2 separate regions of the Mus musculus genome follow, and region 1 is linked to region 2. A link is a contact called in public HiChIP or PLAC-seq data. All regions are on one chromosome and are shown on one strand. Each heading gives the region's core, a stretch centred on a gene start, on an enhancer-like site or on the middle of the called end of the contact. The rest is flanking DNA. Distances are from core to core; before and after follow the strand shown. Region 1 overlaps Tmem163 (transmembrane protein 163). Region 2 overlaps Mgat5 (mannoside acetylglucosaminyltransferase 5).

Region 1 (6,118 bases), core at 973-3,472, 330 kb after region 2:
GGCTCTTGAAATTCAACTCAAAGCACTTTATGTTATGATATGGTCATGAGCTTATCAGGGCCAGGGAGTATAAGATGGTGATTCAAATGAAAAATGGCCCCCATAGGCTCATATGTTAAATACATAGTCCTCAGTTGGTGTAACTGCTCAGGAAGAATTACAGTGACCTTGTTGGAAGAGGTGTGTCACTAGGGGGTTGGTTTTGAGGTTTTAAAAGACTAACATTATTCCTAGTCTCTGTCTCTCTCCATCCCTCCCTCCCTCCCTCCCTTCCTCCTTCTCTCCCTCCCCCTCACTCTCTATGCCTTAAATTTGCAGACCAAGATATAAGCTCTCACTATCTGCTCTGCCTGTGTTCTTCCATCATGGACACTGACCCTCTGAAACTGTAAGTTTCAAATTAAACTCCTTTGTTTATAAGTCACCTTAGTCATAATGTCTGATCATAGCAATAGAAAAGTAACCAAGACTTCTGGGTTCTATCTCCAGAACTGCAAAAGCAGTACAAACACATACCTGCCTTCCCAGCAATGATAGATGATTGATGATAGATAGATAGATAGATAGATAGATAGATAGATAGATAGATAGAATCAAAAGTTCAAGGTCATCTTCATCTACATAGCAAGTTCAAGGCCAGCCTGACCTACATTAAACCATGTCTTTAAAAAAAAAAAAAAAAAAAAGCCCTGACTTGCAGCATGCACCAGTTTCCATGATGGACTCAGCTCACTGTCAATTCCAAGCCACTAGCTTGAAATGAACCAGGTTGTAAAATAGTATTAGTAATAATAATAATAATCCCTAAATTTGAGCAACCAGTTTGTCTGAGTCAACCCACTGCAATTCACTAAGTGGTAGCCTTCTCTTGCTAAAAAGAAAGTCATTATAAAAATATTCAGATCCCTGAATCTTTACTCCTTCTTATGGATACAGCATCACCCTTTTGTGTGTTCTCCTTAAGGGATGTGTTCTCAATGGGTAATAGATTAACTGCAGGGGATAGATGGATGGGTGGGTGGATGGACAGACAGACAGACAGGCAGACAGATACATAGGCACAGATATAGATATATGCATGCAATGGGCATATAAATTTATATCCAAATATATCTTGTTCTGGTTGCTTAATTCAGATATCACACAGAGAATGGATTTAAAGTATACAATTCAATAAGATTTTTCATGAATTCAGAATTTTACAACTGTCACCGCATTGAACATCAGAATGCTGTTGGCACCCCTAAAAGAAGATCTCTACCTCTTAGAAGTCACTTCTCATGGGTACCAACATTTCCAGTCCCAGGCAACTGTTAATTTTCTTTTCCCTGCTACATATTTGCTGCCTGTTGTGAATTAGTCACATAAAGCGAATCACACAACATCATATACATCATATATATGTATGTGTGTGTGTGTATATACAGAGAGAGAGAGAGAGAGAGAGAGAGAGAGAGAGAGAGAGAGAGAGAGAGAGAGAGAGAGAGAGAGAGAGAAGAGGCTGGAAAGAAAACTCAGTGACTAAAGTACATGAGGACCTGTACAGGTATGGAGGCTATCCCAGGGACAGAGGATCCCTAAGACTCTCTGCCAAGCCAACAGTACATGACTGGTAAGCTCCAAATTTAATGAGAGATTCTGTCTCAAAACAAGATAGACAGTACCTGAGGAGTGACACTTGAAGTTGACCTCTGGCTTCCATATGTGCAAGTATGTGTTCAAATACACACAGGGATACACAAAGACACATAAACACACACATACACAGAGAGAAATGGACACACATGCAAGAAGAAAGATAGATAGACAGATGTATAGACACACACAGAGACATAGACAACACACAGTGCATATGGATCCTGTAAAGCAGTCCTAAATGAGGACATTAATTATTCTCCTATTATCTTATTGAACCAGCTGATAAAGGGCAAATAAAACATAAAGATGAATATATCTCTACAATGTGCCTGCAATTTTTCTTTTTCAGTTCTTCCAAGATAGCATTTTAAGCAGACACAGAGATGGGAAATGACATTAAAATGTCCACTTTCAAACAGTAGAACTTTTAATCACTTCAGCAGCGAGCCTGCTCCCCTTTCCCTTCTGTGGACAGTGTCACTTTGGCTAGAAGAATGAGCTTTGAAGATGATTAATATCCGGAGGGTGGTACAGAGGAAAAGACCAACACCCAGACACCACAGAAAGAGCTATTTTTAAAGGTGTCTGTGAAGTGACAGTGACTGATCTTGGGATTGTCACCCTCAGCACAAAGCCTCACTTCTAGGAAACATGCCCCAGCAGAAAGCTCATTGCCCTGCATGTAGAAAGGAGTGAGGGCCAGGGACCAAGGGTGGGGGTGGCCTTCTGAACTGAAAAGCAACTACTGGCTTTCCATATAAGTTGAGTTTTTTAAGTTCCACCATGTAATAACTTTTGTTATTTCCTGTTTGTGAGCAAACAGGAAAGAGCTAATTTCATCTTAAGGTAGAGGAACAGTTTAAATGTGTGAAAGATCTTTTGTAATGAAATCATCTAAAGCCAACAGAATACAAAACCGTATTTGTGATATGGCCATCATGTTTCTTAGAGTAGACTTCAAAATTTGTTGAAATGAACAAGAAATATTAAAATGGCTCTGCCTGGGATATGAAAGAATGGAAGAAGAGCATCCCCTTTCCCATAGCATGTTTAATTTTATAATTTAATTATGTAATAAGTACCCATGTTAGCTGACTTTCTTAATGCTGTGCCAGACATTTAACAGAAGCATCTTAAGGGAGGGAGGGCTTATTTGGGGTGACAGTCAGAGGGGACAGCTTGCTGTGACATGGAAAGCAGGCAGCAGGAGCATGAGGCAGCTGGTCACATGACATCTACAGTCAAGAAGCAGAAAGAGATGGATGCTGGTGCTCAGCTCACTGTCTCTGGCTTCGTTCAGTCCAGGACCCCAGTCTATGGACCAAATGCCCACATTTAGGGTGTGTCTTCCCTCTTCAGTTAAACCTGTCTAGAAACAGATACACCAAGGATTGTGTTTCCATCATGATTTTTAAATCCAGCCAAGCTGACAAGGAAGATTCACCAACTTGGTAACTAAATCAATCTATCGTCACCGTTTTAGCAACCTCACCCTGTGTCTCGGGTTCTCAAGGCACATGGATGGCACAGCAGTCCCCTGAGTCTCTGGAGACCCAGGAAGGAAGGGACTCACGAGGCTGTAGTTGGGGAACAGTTTAACCCAGGAAAGTGACTCTGGGACCCACCCTCCTTTCAGGGGTCATACTTCCCAACCCCCACAACAGAACATGATAAGACCCCAGGCCACCTGTGACACTCTCTATCTCACAGCTTTTTTTTCTGGTTTTGGTAAAGCAGATTAAGCACAGCTAATTGATTATTTTCAGCTCCAGTATGTCCATTTTCCATGACTGCAATGGGCTATTCAAAACCATCTTTAACATATCTGCCCCCGGCCCTAGTGACAAAGGCTTTTTGATTAATCAAACTTTAGTCAAGCATCTAACTCTCCCACTGGACCTGTCTGGGTATTTCCATGTAAAATTGTTGCAGCTGATTTTGTTGTTGTCTTGTGTTAATCTCATTCTGTGACCCAGAATGGCTCAAACTTAACGTAATCCTACTGTATCCGCTTCTCCAGTGCGGGCATTAAGGTCACACACAACTCTACCCCAAGTCCGAGTCTCCCTGTTCTTGGCCATACTCAATAGGAATGAGTCTGGAGGCCACAACAGTGCCTCTAGAATCATCACACCAGGACTAGGACACTAAACTCTGCTCCCAAGCTCCCTGGAGGGTGTTGTTTTTATTTCCTTTTGATTTGTTGGTTTCTTAAGAGGGGGTCTATAGCCCAGGCTAACCTCAAACTTGCTGTGGAGCCCAGGATATTCCTGAACTTCTGACCTTTGTTCTTCCACATTCGGAGGACTGGGATTATAAGCATCTACCCCTGCTTTTATGCAGTGCTGAAGATCCAACCCAGGGCTTCATGCCTGCTAGGCAAGCACTCCACCAACTGACTGAAGTCCCAGAGTATGTAACAGAAGGACCAAGGCAGAGGCTGAAAGTGACCTGTCCCCGAAGCAATAGCAAGCCCTGGCATTTGGGTATTCATCTGAGAAAAGTTATTATTCTTCCAAGCACACAGCAGGTGATCAATAAATGTCTACTGAATACATTAATCCTTTCAAGTTACTGGTTTTTAATTGCTCTGAAATGAATTTCTATTGAACTGTTTTGTTCTAGGTCCAAGTAGATAAGCGACATTTTAATGAGACTACTGTATCTGAGAACAACTGTTACTTCAACTGTTGAAATGCCAGTTTCTCAAAAGCAGAAAAACATTCGCCAATATCCACGTGCACAAAAATACTAGATTCATACTCAGAGGTATACTAGTACCGCGTTTAACAGCTAACAGAGCACTGGCTCACCTCAGCCAGCAGTGACAGTGTCTGTCCTTTGTAAGGGCAGGCCTGAAGCCTACACCCACAATGGCCATTTTAACTACTAGCCATCAGATATGTCCAGAGAATCTATGGGAGAAAGTGGCCAAGGGCAGGGCAGTGGACTTGTAGACAGTAACTGGCGTGTGAACACCTAACTCTACTGTGTGCTTATTGCATACGAGCACAAGCAAACCCAACTGTTGTGTGACCTTTCCTGGAGGTGGGGTGGGGGATAAACAAACATCTATTCACCCCAGATAGAGCACCAATAATAGACCAAAGAAACCATTTGACCCCAGTCTAACGTGGTGATCCAGTAAGTTTCATGTGGGTGATCCACGGGAGCCTGAGTGGAGGTTACTTATAAGACAGTGTTGGGGGGGGGGGCATTCAAAGAGATGGATGATCTTAAACTTTTGATCCTGCTTCCTCTGCCTCCTGAATACTGCGGTTACAGATGAGCACTCCATGCCTAGTTCATGCAGTTCTGGAGATGGAACCCAGTGTTTTATGCTGGGTAATCACCCTACTCAATGTAGAAAAAAATGGGTTTTATACATAACATTTTGGGGCAAACACAAATTTTAAATACAGCCTTAAAAGAATTTTTAGTTGCTTTATAAATAACTAATGGCTGGTTTCTTTTCGTGCAATTTTCATTTTAAATGAATATTTACCTCCAAGGGACAGATAAAAGGATTAAATTTAGGAAATAAAAATCAAAGGCAGCATTTAACCCACAAAGACCTATGAAAACCAGACTTTAAGGTCTAAGTCCCACCTCCCACTAATCTTTCACTTTTTGGTTGGCTAGATCACCAAAATTTGCAGTTCTCCTTGGGGTTATGTGCCAAAGGCTCTTTGTAGACCACATTAAAGGGCAAAGTTTCCATCAGATCTGATGGTTTACGATTCTGTTGTCCAGGTCAAAGGACTGGTCCTACTCAGACGGTCAGAGAAGGCTGTGGTGTGGCAGGGTTGGCTGATCCTCAAGGGATGAAGAGAGACTAGATTCAAATCCAGATTCACTGCGTGACAACTGTATAACACTGAGACTTAAACAAGGCCACCACACTTCCCTTCCTTCATGAAGTTGTCATAAAGATTAGACATATATAGGACCTACCAGATCCCAGATACATAGTAAGTGTCTGTCCTGCTTGCTTTTTTATCAACTGGACACAAGCTATAATAGAGATTCTCAACATTTGGGTCCCAACCCCCCCACCCCCAATCACATATCAGCTATTTACATATGATTCATAACAGTAACAAAATTATAGTTATGAAATGGCAATGAGATAAGTCTATGGTTGGGGGTCACCACAACATGAGGAACTGTATTAAAGGGTCGAGAACCAATGAGTTAGAGTCATATGAGAAAAGGGAACATCATAAGGAAATTATGCCTCCCAAACTGGCCTGTGGATAGGACTGTGGGACATTCTATTGAATGACTGATGTGAGAGGAATTGGAGAGATGCCACTCAGGGAGGTACAAAACTTAGGCTGAGAAGCCATGAAGGAACAAGCCAGTGAGTGTCCTTCCTCCACGGCTTCTGCTTCTATTCCTGCTTCCTGGTTCTTTACCTTCTTCAGCTCCTGCCCTGACTTCCCTCAGTGATGGACTGTTCGGTGGAAGTACGAATGAA
Region 2 (6,473 bases), core at 840-3,339:
TAGGTGTCTTGATTCTTTTCCTGGACAAAGCCTGGCTCACCATCTGTCATGTTGGGGAGGTCAGGGTGTCAGAAACCTAAAGCAGCCAGTCACAGTCCCACCCACAGTTAGGGGCAGAGAGCAATGGATGCCAGCTCATTTCCTCCATTTTATACAGTTGAGGTTTCACCCATAGTTAAGAAGCATCTTCTCACATTGATCACTGTGTGAGATAATCCTCCGGAGGCCCAGCTCCTGGGTGATTGTACATCTTGCACTCTGTGGTGTGAAGTGTTGACCGTGGGACTCTGGGCTGGTGCTGACTTCACTGCGGGATGAATAAATATCTCTAGCTTTGACCATGCTCTCGAGGGCCAGGGGCCAGTGTGTTGACAGTGAAAAGAAGCCTCTCACTGAGCCAGAATAATTTCAACTAGGCTGTCGTAGTCTTTTCTTCTGTCTCTTTTTGTTTCTTTCTTTCTTTGTTTCTACTTACTATGTATGCGTGTGTCATGTGCATGTAGGGCATACGTGTTCATTTAACCCCCAGAACATAACATCCTGGTGGTTCTGATCTTTCCAAAGCAAAAGGTCAGAAGCCTTCGACCTTCTGTCAGAGCCCTAGGCTTTGCTGTAGTTCTTGCTCTTGCCTTTCCTGTGACTTAAACCCTGTTAAGGCCTTCATCAACCTCTCCAGTAGGCTCAAGTGAGAAAGGAGAGTGGGTGGGACTTCCTGTCTGCAAGGTTAGAGGTAACTGTGTCATCAGTTCAAGATATGTCCTAAAATAGTCAAAGAAAATTACCAGAAGGCCCCCTCTTGGGTATGGCACCCAAATAACATGGCTTGGAAAAGTCCCCTCAGATCTGAGGTGAATATAAGGGTAGGTTATCTAGAAGGAAATGTTCGTTCATATACTGGGGGAGTGGTTTTCAAAGTATTAGCCTCATGAGGCAGGGAGCTCCATCTTGTTCACGCTTAGTCCCCAGGGCGCGGGGAGGGGGAGGCAGCAAGTACTAAGAATGTGTGTGTACTTTCAAACCACATGGAGAAAGGAATGATGGAGGATCCCATTCTGTCGGCCACCATTTGGAAGGCCTCAATACAGTGCCACCGTTCCTCCAAGACATGGCCATGTAGCCATCAGAGTTTTTAATGGGTATGGGTGTTTTGCCTGTGTGTTTGTCTGTGTATCGTATGTGTATACCTGGTACCCTTGGAGGTCAGAAGAGGCTATCAGACGAGTTTTTGTCACTGTCTGCCTGTTTTACTTAATTTCCTTCTGTCTTTGTTTATTTCTTTGTTTCTTTTTTTCTTTCTTTCTACTTATTTTGTATGTGTGTGTCCTGTGTGGGTAGGGCATACGGGTTTAAATGTGTACAGCACACAGTATGCATGTGAAGACCCAAGCTTGCCGTCATCCTACACTAGATTTATTGTGGCAGAGTCTCTCAGTTGAACTCAGAGCCTGCCAATTTGTTTAATCTTCGCTAACCAGCGTGCTTAGGGATCGCCTTTCTCGGTCTCCAAAGTGCTGGGGTATAGGTGGTTTGCCTACCCAGCTGTACATGTCTGGTCCTATTCTTGCACAGAACATAAAGTCTTTACCCACTGAGGCATCTGGCAGATTTCCCTTTTGGGGGGCGGTGGGGGGAGGGGGTGGGGGCGGGGAGCAGGGACAGGATCACTTGTAAGCTATTCTGCCTGAATTCCCCATGTAACCAAGGAGAACCTTGAATTCCTGATCCTCCTGCCTCCACCTACTAATGGGCATTCCGGGCCTTTACACATGCTAGGAAGTATTATACTGACTGAGCTATATCCCCAGGCCTGGTCATTGATTTGCTCTGGGCATACTTCATCAGCCCATCTGCAACTTCTCCTCAGGCCCTCCTTGCTAAGAAGCCCCAATATAGGGAACCCTGGGCCTGTCTGCTGCTATCAGGTGTTGCACCTTCATATTGAAACTCTGCCCTGGAACTTTTCATTTTTCCTCTCTCAGTGAAAGTGAAAACCACAGAGAAGCAGGCACTCAGTGCCTTGGGCTCCCTGTGCAGCAGGCAGGCGAGCCTGTGGGGTGCAGCTTTTACTCCAGATAGCTAAGGCAAGGACCTGGGTGGTGGGGGTGAAACTTGGTGGTAGAACAGATACTGAAAGTGCGCTCTGGTTTTGAGCTCAGACACCTCCAACAAAAAGCTAGAATGAAAGGATACCAGCTGTGCCTCTGGCCTGTTTCTACCTCGGTGCTTGGGAATGGCACCTGCCAGAGTAATTTAGCCTGAAACAAGGATGGTGAAGTCCAGCCGTGCTTAAATAACACAGGACCATCCCCTGTATCCTTAACACTCTCTGACGGCACATCCTCTTTCTTGAACACCTCTGAAGCTGCACGTACAAACTTTGCTTCAAGCACGTAATAATGACTTCCTAAGCTCAAGGTACACAAGCATTAAGTACCAAGTTGTCACAGGACTCTGCCCACCACCCGCCCCACCACACACACACACACACACACACACACACACACACAGACGGTATTTTTTGCTGACATTTGGTGACATATCCTTCTACCTCCTCTGTACCTTGCAAAACAAGGTTCTCGTTTTGAACTAGGTCTAGAAGCGGACCAGCCCTCGAACGCCTGTGTCCACACGCTCAGATGCGTGCTTCCCTCAGTGGATTTGTACGGCTTTCTGTTGCTGTACCAGACTTCTCATCTGGGCTCCCAGGTCCTGACTCTCAGCCAAAAAAAAAAAAAAAAAGTGTTGACTCAGCACATTAAGCCACGCCCGAGCTTGGGGAGCTACCTCAGTACAATTACAGATCCTGATGGTTGTGTTTTGTTTCGACCCACGTTGCTAACTGTCATCCTCCTCCTCCTCCTCCACAGCAGAATGGAAGCCCAGCAAGGAAACCAGCTGACTCAGGAGCCGGAGTGAGAGCCACGCACTCTCCGCCCCAACCTGCACCATGAACTTGCCTTCCCCTTCTGCTTGTTGAGAGCCAAGGGAATGGTACATTGCTAGAGAGAGATGGCTTTCTTTTCTCCCTGGAAGTTGTCCTCTCAGAAGCTGGGCTTTTTCCTGGTGACTTTCGGCTTCATCTGGGGCATGATGCTTCTGCACTTCACCATCCAGCAGCGGACTCAGCCCGAGAGCAGCTCCATGTTACGGGAGCAGATCCTTGACCTCAGCAAGAGGTACATTAAGGCACTGGCAGAGGAGAACAGGGACGTGGTGGATGGCCCCTACGCTGGTGTCATGACAGCCTATGGTGAGTGAGGGGACGTGGAGGGATGAGGTGCCCCCACTGAGCATGCCCCAGAAGTTCCCACATGTGGGCTTTGCTATGTTTTCCTGGGCAGTGGTTGCGGTTCGTTTTGTATGTTAACATTTTCATATGTGTATTTCTATATGTGACTGTGGGTGAGCCTGGGCCAGAAATCAGTGGATAACCTCAGCTGTGAGTCCTTACATTTTTACCTTGCCTGCAGCAGAATCTCTTGTTGGCAGCTGCATGCCAGGCTAGCTGCCTCCTCAACTTCTGAGGGATTATCTTGTCCCTGCCTTCCATCTCTGTACAGGCACACTGGGATTCTATATGCAGGCTGCCGTGTTTGGCTCGATATGGATTCAGTGGATCTGAACTCAGGTCCTTACACTTGTCCAACAAGCCCTTTAACCCACAGAGCCAACTCCCCAGCCCATAGCTGTATTTCTAGAAAGGTAAAGCTGTACCCTTTGTGGGACTCCTATATACACAGACACCCCAGACCTGCCACTCAGAGCACCAGAGCTCTCTCTGGCTTGCATTTATAGCCAGTCCCCACTCTGTCAACTTATTTCTAGGTTCTGCTCACAGGAGTGTGTTCAGAGAGTGCAAACAAACATTTTCATTATCTGTCCTTAAACAAAATGTAATTAGCTCCAGTGGGGAGGAGGATGTCTCGGATGCCGTTAAGGTCAGTGTTGAGCTAATGAACTGCCCCGAACCATTAATGTTTGATTTTCCAGACTTTATTGCTTTTGTCTTTAACTGTGCTCAACTCATTGCTCATTTCAGGAACCTCGTGTTTTTGAAAATAACACACGAGGGCTGGAAATAGTGCTTAGCTTGCCTGGCATGCTTGGTTGGATCTGGGCATGGCGGCACATGCCTGAAACCCCAGCATGGTGGTGCTATTGGCAGGAAGATCAGATGTTCAGGGCCATCCTCATCTACCTAGGATGTTTGATGTTGGCCTGGCTATATGAGGCACTATACACACACAAACACACACACACACACACACACACACACACACACATATAACTTTAGATATATATAAAATGATGTATGTGAAATTTATCTTCCTTTTTTAGTAAGAGCTATGCTTAATTTAGAAAAAAATTGAAGGCAGGAAAACAAAAGAGAAAAATCACATAAAAGTGTCCTCTGAGCAATATACACAATTAGCATTTAGTGTATAACTTTGCAATAGATTTTTTTCTGTCTTATTCATTATTATTATTATTGTTGTCATCTGTGCATTTCCATTCATGTTTCTGTGTGCATGCACCACTGCACACAGTGGAGCCCAGAGGGCAGCCTTTAGGAGCTGGTTCCCTCTTTCCACCACACAGGGATGGAACTCTGGTCTGGCTTGCATGGCAAGTGCCTGTACTCACTGAGCCATCTCGCATGACCCAGACGGTGCCAGAGTGCACATACTGACACTTAAAATAAACATCGCAAGTGGAATTCGGGCCATAGCGTCGTAGAGATTCTGCTTCCAGGATGTGCTGTGGTCACAGAGGGTTCCGAATGACCTGGTTTTCTAGGGGGTGAGCTCTTGTTAGTTGTCAAAGGGGAAATGGAGCCATCAAACCCAGTCTTCAGTGGGTCTAGTGTTTGCTGTAGATGGCATGCTGGGATGGTGTAGGAGAGCTAGTGCTCTGCTTTGCAGCCTAGTCAAAAATATGCCCTCAGTTAGAACACATGAAACTGTAGGCTTAGTTTGCGCAGCTGGAGTACAGACACAGGGACTCATATGTGCCGCAGAAACTTGGCTCTAAAGTGTATGTGTCTATGAAGAGACGGGCGCTACAGCTCGGGGACTCCGATGTTCTTTCTCAGTTCTTAGGACATGAATCCTTAGGTCACACTGTCTGCTTTTGATGTATCTCTTCAACATTTATCAGCAGTAATGTGGGGGATGGCTCAGTTGGTAAAGGGCTTGCCAAGCAACCCCGAGGACCTGAGTTTGATTCCCCAGCAGCCGTGTAAAAAGTCAGTGTTACTAGGCACTGGCTTTTCACACGTCTGAATAAAATGCCTTTTTAAATGTAATGTATTAAAGCCATGAAGCTCTGTTTTGTGTGCCACTGTCCAACCACCAACACTAGGTACCCAACACTAGGTACACAAGACAAATGACTCATTGACTTGACCTATACGGTCTATCGGTCTCAGAGATCAGTTACCACCAGAGAGAACAGAATAGCACGAAATGTTAGTGTTGAATAAGTGTGATGTGACCCTGTGGTAGATGCTGTCTTAAAGGTTTTAATTCTACATTAATTACGTTCGTCAGGAAGGACAGCAACTTAGCAGGTGTTTCCTCTAAATACAGTTTATCAAACTTTTTTCATAGGCAAGACCAACACGTTATGTATTTATAGACTTGTGGTTTTACCAGTTGTCTTTATCATGTGTTGCTAAATAACGTATTCCAGAGAAACGAGCGAGTGTGTGTGTGTGTGTGTGTGTGTGTGTGTGTGTGTGTGGTGGGATATGTAATATAAAGGGAAACCAGGAAATTGATTACAAAAGGGCCTGAGGACCTGTTTTCAACCCCCAGAAACCATGTTAAAAAAAATCCAAGCATAGTTGGTGTGCTTGTTATAATCCCAGCACTCGGGAGGCACTGGCTGGCTGACTAAGCATACTTCCTGAGCTCTAGATCAGTGGGCGACCCTTTGTCAACCAAAAACAAACAAGGTGGATGGTGTTTGAAGAATGACAGTTGAGGGTATTCTCTGGCTTTCTCCACATGCACATAGGTGTGCACATGCAGGTGTACACACACACACACACACACACACACACACACACACACCTGTCTCAGTCTTGTGTTGGAATTCCCACCGTGTGCTTGTCGTCACAGGACAGAGCCTAGCCGAGTGGTTTTTGGAGCTGAGTTTCTAGAACTTACTAGAATGTGTGTGTTTGAGGTATTTGGGACCATCCTATGGTGCGGTCTACTGAGACAGGGTTTCCTGGTTCTGTTGCTGATTTAGGTTAGATAAATCTACTTCGGTACAACTTTACTTACATGGTATTTTAATTTTCTTCTGTTGCTGTTTTGGTCATAAGTTGCACTCTGACCGAAGGCAGCTTAGGGAAGGGAAGAATTTATTTGACTTACACTTCCAGCTCAGAGTCCAGTCTATCGTTGAGGAAAGTGGAGGCAGGAACCTGGGTGAAGGAACCATGAAAGAACACTGCTTGCTTGGTC

Evidence for each region. HiChIP or PLAC-seq counts read pairs in DNA pulled down with a chosen protein or histone mark.
Region 1: a contact with region 2 is called in a BATF HiChIP or PLAC-seq map of CD8 T cells, with 7 read pairs. The contact joins two enhancer-like sites. A contact is called at or near these places in 2 of 484 Hi-C or Micro-C datasets (Th1 cells and natural killer cells) and 3 of 115 datasets of contacts at active chromatin or transcription factors (CD8 T cells, effector CD8 T cells and memory CD8 T cells).

The regions. Positions count from the first base shown.
Region 1 is chr1:127,635,894-127,642,011 of GRCm38.p6, forward strand. The region is part of intron 2 of Tmem163 (transmembrane protein 163); the gene reads right to left. Among named protein-coding and RNA genes, the nearest start is that of Tmem163, 39 kb to the right of the region's middle. Within about 2 kb of position 2,223, at least 20 of the 459 cell types and tissues checked have an H3K27ac peak or open chromatin away from gene starts, as enhancers often do. A contact at or near this core is called in CD8 T cells, Th1 cells, effector CD8 T cells and 1 more, where this site is marked.
Region 2 is chr1:127,303,767-127,310,239 of GRCm38.p6, forward strand. It overlaps Mgat5 (mannoside acetylglucosaminyltransferase 5), which reads left to right. Exons shown (of 18, transcript NM_145128.3): 3 at 2,868-3,250. The coding sequence starts at 3,010. Among named protein-coding and RNA genes, the nearest start is that of Gm51747, 6.7 kb to the left of the region's middle. Within about 2 kb of position 2,090, at least 56 of the 459 cell types and tissues checked have an H3K27ac peak or open chromatin away from gene starts, as enhancers often do. A contact at or near this core is called in CD8 T cells, Th1 cells, effector CD8 T cells and 1 more, where this site is marked.